2 separate regions of the Sus scrofa genome follow, and region 2 is linked to region 1. A link is a contact called in public HiChIP or PLAC-seq data. All regions are on one chromosome and are shown on one strand. Each heading gives the region's core, a stretch centred on a gene start, on an enhancer-like site or on the middle of the called end of the contact. The rest is flanking DNA. Distances are from core to core; before and after follow the strand shown.

Region 1 (3,063 bases), core at 80-2,579:
ATGCCAGATTCGAGCTGTGTCTTCTACACCACATCTCATGGCAACACCAGATCCTTAACCCACTGGCTCCTAGTTGGATTTGTTTGCACTGCACCACGATGGGAACTCCTAAGTAACAGTGCTTTAAAAAAAGAGCCAAATAAAACGAATTGTTTCTACAACAGTAATTCCCACCTTTGATTCTATATAGTTATGAAAATTTCCATAATCATCTAGGTGAGAATATGGCTATTCATGTTAATCCAGAGTAAACCCCCTTCCCACAGACAGTGAGTTGGGCTGTTTTACACGTTTTTAAATTGACTGCTTTAATATCAAAGGTGGTACTCTGAAGGTGAAGGTTTAAAAACAGGGTCTATCACTTTGCCAACTGTGTGACCTTGGGCAAGTTATCTAACTTTTGTTTCTTAATCAGTACCAAGAGTCTTAATAACCACTTTAGGGATAATGGTGAGAATTACATGAAGTATGTTATAGTCCCCAGCTCTCAGGAGACACCCAATAAAAGTTGTTTTCCCTGGGAGTTCCTATTGTAGCCCAGCGGTAAGGAATCCCACGCAGATCCATGAATAGGCAGGTTCCATCCCTGGCCTTGTTCAGTGGGTCAGGGATGCCAGGTTGCTGTGAGCTGTGGTGTGGGTCGCAGACACGGCTTGGATCCCCTGTTGCTGTGGTTATGGTGTGGGTCCGGAGCTGCAGCTCGGATTGGACCCCTAGCCTGGGAACTTCCATATGCCGCGGATGCAGCCCTAAAAAGCAAAAAAAAAAAAAAGTTGTTTTCCCCTTTTCTTGTCTTTTTGCCTTTTCTAGGGTGGCTCCCACCAGCATATGGAGGTTCCCATGCTAGGGATCTAATCAGAGATGTAGCCACCGGCCTACACCAGAGCCACAGCCGCGTCTGCGACCTACACCACAGCTCACGGCAACGCCGGATACTTAAGCCGCTAAGCAAGGCCAGGGATCGAACCTGCAACCTCATGGTTCCTAGTCGGATTCGTTGACCACTGAGCCAGGAAGGGAACTCCTGGTTTCCCTTTTATATCACACAAAACCACACTGCAAAACCGAGTAGACACAATGCTAGGTCTTAACATCAATGCACGCCTTTTCCCGTCATGCCTTCTCGACCTCAACGCGCGGGCCCAGTCAACCTAAAAGAGAATGAATGAATCGAATGGGAAAGGGGGGGGCTGCTTTCGTCCTGAGCTGTGCTGCACAAAAGCTGTCCTGCCGCTCAGCAGGAGATCAGGCCAATGCCTGCACCGAGGGGCGGGCCCACAACTACAACAAATCCGGGCAGCGATCCCTGGGGCACTGCGGCTGCGCAGCGGAGGCATATGTCCCTTGGCCGCCACTGTAGCCGGGAGGTCGGCAGCGCGTTCCTATTGGCTTCGCGTTTTGGCGCCAAAGCGGGGTGACGGCGGAGTCTGTGTCTGAGCCGAGCGGCAGGAGCTGCAGGAACTCGGGCTGTGGTCCTGGGACCGCTGTCGTTTGTTTGGGAGCCTCGGGTGCGCAGGAGCCGGCACGTCCGCCATGCTCTGCGAGAAGGCCATGGAGCTGGTCCGGGAGCTGCACCGCGCGGCCGAGGGACAGTTGCCGGCCTTCAATGTAAGGGCTGGCGGGCGCTTCCCGGGCAGCTTCTCGGGGGTGCTCAGCCGGAGCGGGAGACGGGTGTGCCCGTGGTTCTTCGCGGTGGCTGTGGCCACCGGGGGTGGCCCCTAAGCTTAGACTGTGGGCTTGGGGCTTCCAGATGTGCGCGCAGGTTTGGCGATGGCATCTCGCCCCGGGGATGTGCTGGAGAGCAGCCGGGCCTGGGGTAGCCGCAGGCAGGCTCCACCCCCGCCTTAGCTCGTGGAAGGCTCCCTCCCTTGTAGGGCGGCCGCGGGAGGGGCGGGAGAGGGGTTGCTGGAGCACAGGTGGTGTGTTCTACCCAGGAAGTGTGGACCGCAGTAACTGGGGCGTGAGAGCTGCTCGGGGAAGGAGCAGGCGGTGCGGATACCCTCGCTCTGCTAGGAAAGGGCGACCGGTGCGCTGTGTGCCGGCCACACTTGGGCTCTGGGTCCTGGGGACTCACTGTTCCCTCACAAGGCACTTTGGACAGAGGGGCGATTGGCTAACTTTGTGTTTTGACAGTAACTCTGGTAACACTTTGAGGAGTGGATTGGAGAGGATAAAGAATGGTTTAAGGTGCTAATAATAAACCCAATGGGAGCTGTGTATGGTCCGAACAGTCCGGTCAGCGGGCCCTGAGACAGACGGGACTTGAAACTGCTGGAACAGGGGTGGAGACGGATGGGGTAACAGATGGGAAAGAATCCGCCTTTGAGGAGGCTTTTCCTTCAGGTAGCGAGTTAACATTGGAGGTGAACCCAAAGAGTGTTTTGGGGAAGGTAAACGTTAAAGAGCACCTGGTCTGACAATCACGTCATTTACAGATGAGGAAAGTATGGATCAAATTAAGAGACTTGTTTTGAACTTGTAGCACGTTGGGGTCAGAGCCTCAACTTGAACACAGGTTTCCTAAATTCCAGTCTGTCATCCTTTCAACTTTAGACAGTTACCTCATTTCCAAAGTTAGGAGGCCCCGTGGGAGGTTCAATAGAGATGCTGGAATGCAGAGGTGTGTAAGCTCTCAAATGCGGCTCCACTGAAGAGGGAAGACCAGGCCCTTTGGGGACCTGGTACATGTGAGGAAATGAGCCCAAGGCACAGAGACTGCCCACTGGTGCTCTTCAGATCCCTTTTTTTGCTCACATTTTAGGATAAATGTCAGGAGTGAACTTAGAAGTCCTTTTCTTGCAGTGGAGCCTGCCTCGGGTGGGGCAAGACGGTGGCTGGCCATTCTGACACAGCTGAGCTAGGGCAGACCAAGAATTGATTTGACTGATCCCACACTCCCAGGACCCACACAGACTTCCAAGAATTATTCCTCTCAAGCAGATGATAGCTGGTTTAGAGCAGAGCCTCTGCCTTGTGCATTCCAGAATTCCTCATAATTACGTGCTGTGTTCAGCAAATTGGAATGATTACCCACTTTCTATATGCAGAACTGGTAATTGTTTT
Region 2 (3,307 bases), core at 525-3,024, 160 kb after region 1:
AAGTTAATATCTTGTGGAGAAAGAAAAGTCCAAGGGAAGTGTTCTTTTTGGTTTTATTCTTTTATTTTTTGTTTTTTAGGGCCAAACCCGCAGCATGTGGAGGTTCCCAGGCTAGGGGTCTAATCAGAGCTACAGCTGCCAGCCTATGCCACAACCACAGCAACAAAGGACCTGAGACCCCAGCCTCGTCTGAGACCTACAGCACAGTTCATGGCAACACCAGATCCTTAACCTACTGAGCGAGGCCAGGGATCAAACCCACAACCTCATGGTTCCTAGTCAGATTTGTTTCCACTGCGCCACAACGGGAACTCCAATGTGTTCTTTTTAAAGTATTGGACAGATCTGGAAGTTCCCGTTGTGGCTCAGCAGTAATGAGCCCAACTAGCATCCAGAAGGACATGGGTTCAATCCCTGGCCTCACTCAGTAGGTTAAGGATCCGGCATTGCTGTGAGCTGTGGTGGCTGGGATCTGATGTTGCTGTGGCTGTGGTGTAGGCCGGCAGCTGTAGCTCCTTTTCGACCCCTAGCCTGGGAACTTTCATATGCTGCGGGTGCAGTCCTAAAAAATATATATATATATATACATATATATATATATACACACACATATATATATACACACACACATATATATACACACATACATATATATACACACACACACACACACATATATACTGGACAGATCTGAAAACAGAGTGGAATGCATCCCATGTACCAAGAAGCAGCTTGGGAGAGACAACCTAACTAACGAGGCATGAAGAGAGTTGAAAAGATTAAGTTCCAAAGTGGGTTTTGCAGGTATGATAATTCTAGTTTTCTCTTTAAAGCTGAAAGCATAAGAAAGAAAATAGAGGGGGCTTAGGGTCTTTTTTTTTTTTAGGGCCGCACCTGCAACATATGGAAGTTCCCAGGCTAGGGGTCGAACGGCTACCAGCCTAGGCCACAGCCAGGCCAGACCAGATCCGAGCAGCATCTGGATCAGAACAGCAACACCAGATTCTTAACCCACTGAATGAGGCCAGGGATCCAATCCGCATCCTCATGGATACTAGTAGGGTTCATTACCGCTGAACCACAATGGGAGCTCCCTGCTTAGGTTTTTGAAAAGCATGAGAAAGGTCTGAAAGTGCATAAGCAGGTACAGAAAGGAGGCCATATCCCGCGCAGCAGGACTAGCGCTGAGTGTTACCTCTGAAACCTACAGCAGCTGGGACACCACATGAGTGTTGCCGCGGGGAAAACGCTCTAGAGTCAATTAAGTCCAGGCTCAAAGGCCCAGCGAAGACCACGCGGTGGGAGACCACCCTTCCGCTGTCACTCCTGGGGAGCGGGGCTCCTCTGCCCTCGTGGCAATTCAGCGACACCCTTCCGGTGCCTGTGCAGGGAGCGCTCTAGGCGCGCAACCTCGCAGTCCAGGAATAGCCTGCCTGCTCCAATCGGGCGGGGGCGGCGGCTACTGCCGCCGCGTGCGGAGACTAGGAGGCCCCCCGGCACGAGCCGCCTCGGTACGGACTTAGCACAGTGTACAAGGCAGCGGGCCGGGGGCCCAAGAGCGCGAGGGGCTGTGGCGTCGAGCTCGAGGGGAGCGGGCGCAGGAACGTTACCTCCAACATGCCCTTCCGACTCGCACCGGCCGTGTCGATGAGCGTGTTGTCCAAGTCAAAGAAGACCGCCCGCACCCGTCTCAGCCCCATGGCGCTGCCGCCCGCACGACCAGCCAACTCGCCGTTGCTGCCCGCGCGTGCGCCAGACGGCCCGTGGGCGGGGCCACTAAGCCACTAGACCTTTCCGCGCCGCTGGGGAAGTCCCGCGAGATGTTTCCCAGACCCGAGCGCTGTGGAACAGCAAGGTCCCGCGAGACTCCGAAATTGTGGTCTCTAGAAAGAGCGAGGTTGAGTTACAGCCCTGAGGAGGGTGGTTGCAGGTTCGGCTTCCGCCTTTGTACCTCTAGCCGCATCTGTCTTTTTTCTCATTTTGCGCTTCTTGTGTGAGGAAGACGTCGTAACTGTGTAGGGGAGGTTTCTGCGCCCCGGGGCGCTCGGGAGGAGACGGAAGAAGCGACTTTTCCTGCAGGGTAGCTATGCTCGCCCGCGGAGGGCCCGCGGCCACAAATCGCCGCCGGGAAGGTGTGGTTTCTGGTTTCGAGTCCGCCGCCCCCTTCAGAAGTAGCGCCAGAGGGGCGAGGGCGTCGTCTACGGTTCCAGCCAGGCACTTACTTTCCTAGTTCGGGACCCGGCTTGGTCTGACCGTCTTTACCCTGCTGGATGGTAGGAGCCGGCTCAGAGCCAGAGAAAGTTTTTGAAAGGTGTAATATTCCAGTCCTTGTTTAACAGCTGCGCCTGGAGACTGAGTGCTCTGTAGTGTCTGCCCGATGGTTTGTCCACTTTGTTCTTTGTTTTTTTGCCATTTATTGGGCCGCTCCGGCGGCATATGGAGGTTCCCAGGCTAGGGGTCCAATCGGAGCTGTAGCCGCCGGCCTACACCAGAGCCACAGCAGTGTGGGATCTGAGCCACGTCTGCAACCTACACCACAGCTCACGGCAACGCCGGATCCTTAACCCACTGAGCAAGGCCAGGGATCGAACCTGCAACCTCATGGTTCCTAGTTGGATTCGTTAACCACTGAGCCACGACGGGAACTCCCTGGTTTGTCCACTTTGATGGCTTTTGCTGAAGCTTTGCATTTTCTGGTCATTGGGTGTCTTCTACCTGGGTGATTTTCAGGTAAAGATAGAGGCTGAGGGACCAAAAGTGTCTTAAACCTTCAGAAGGACAGTAACAGTTGTTTGCTTCCTAACTCCTTGTTAGCAGAATACAGATCTTGGAACTAATCTCTAATCTTCTGAATTGTCTCTGTTGGGTAACTTTACTGAAATCTGGATATGTGGTCATCATTAGTAACCCAGAATTGTCTATCATGCCAAACAGGGTAACAGGGCAAAAATACCTGCCACTAGATTCTGTTGACTCTGTGGGCAGAGTGATTTTTACATATTTTAAAGTAATTTTAAAAAATAAAAGGAGTTCCTCTGTTGTGGCTCAGCGGTAAAGAACCTGACCAGTATACACGGGGACCCGGGTTCTATACCTGGCTTCACTCAATGAGTTAAGGATCCGCGTTGTCCTCAGCTGTGGTGTAGGTCACAAATGCGGCTCAAATCCTGTGTGGCTGTGGCTGTGGCATAGTAGGCTGGCAGCTGCAGCTCTGATTTGGTCGCTAGCCTAACATCCTTATGCTGCGGGTGTGGCCCTACAGATAAATAAATAGATAAATAAAAGGAAATATATGACACGTGGAAAT

The links. HiChIP or PLAC-seq counts read pairs in DNA pulled down with a chosen protein or histone mark.
Region 2: a contact with region 1 is called in an H3K27ac HiChIP or PLAC-seq map of alveolar macrophages. The contact joins the promoter of NANP here to the promoter of GINS1 in region 1. A contact is called at or near these places in 3 of 47 Hi-C or Micro-C datasets (heart right ventricle and liver) and 1 of 2 datasets of contacts at active chromatin or transcription factors (alveolar macrophages).

The regions. Positions count from the first base shown.
Region 1 is chr17:31,059,211-31,062,273 of Sscrofa11.1, forward strand. It overlaps GINS1 (DNA replication complex GINS protein PSF1), which reads left to right and starts at 1,330. Exons shown (of 7, transcript XM_003483911.4): 1 at 1,330-1,608. The coding sequence starts at 1,534.
Region 2 is chr17:31,215,592-31,218,898 of Sscrofa11.1, forward strand. It overlaps NANP (N-acylneuraminate-9-phosphatase), which reads right to left and starts at 1,775. Exons shown (of 2, transcript XM_003134309.4): 1 at 1,611-1,775. The coding sequence starts at 1,700. LOC102165363 (a long non-coding RNA gene) reads left to right here and starts at 1,829. Exons shown (of 8, transcript XR_002340151.1): 1 at 1,829-2,273.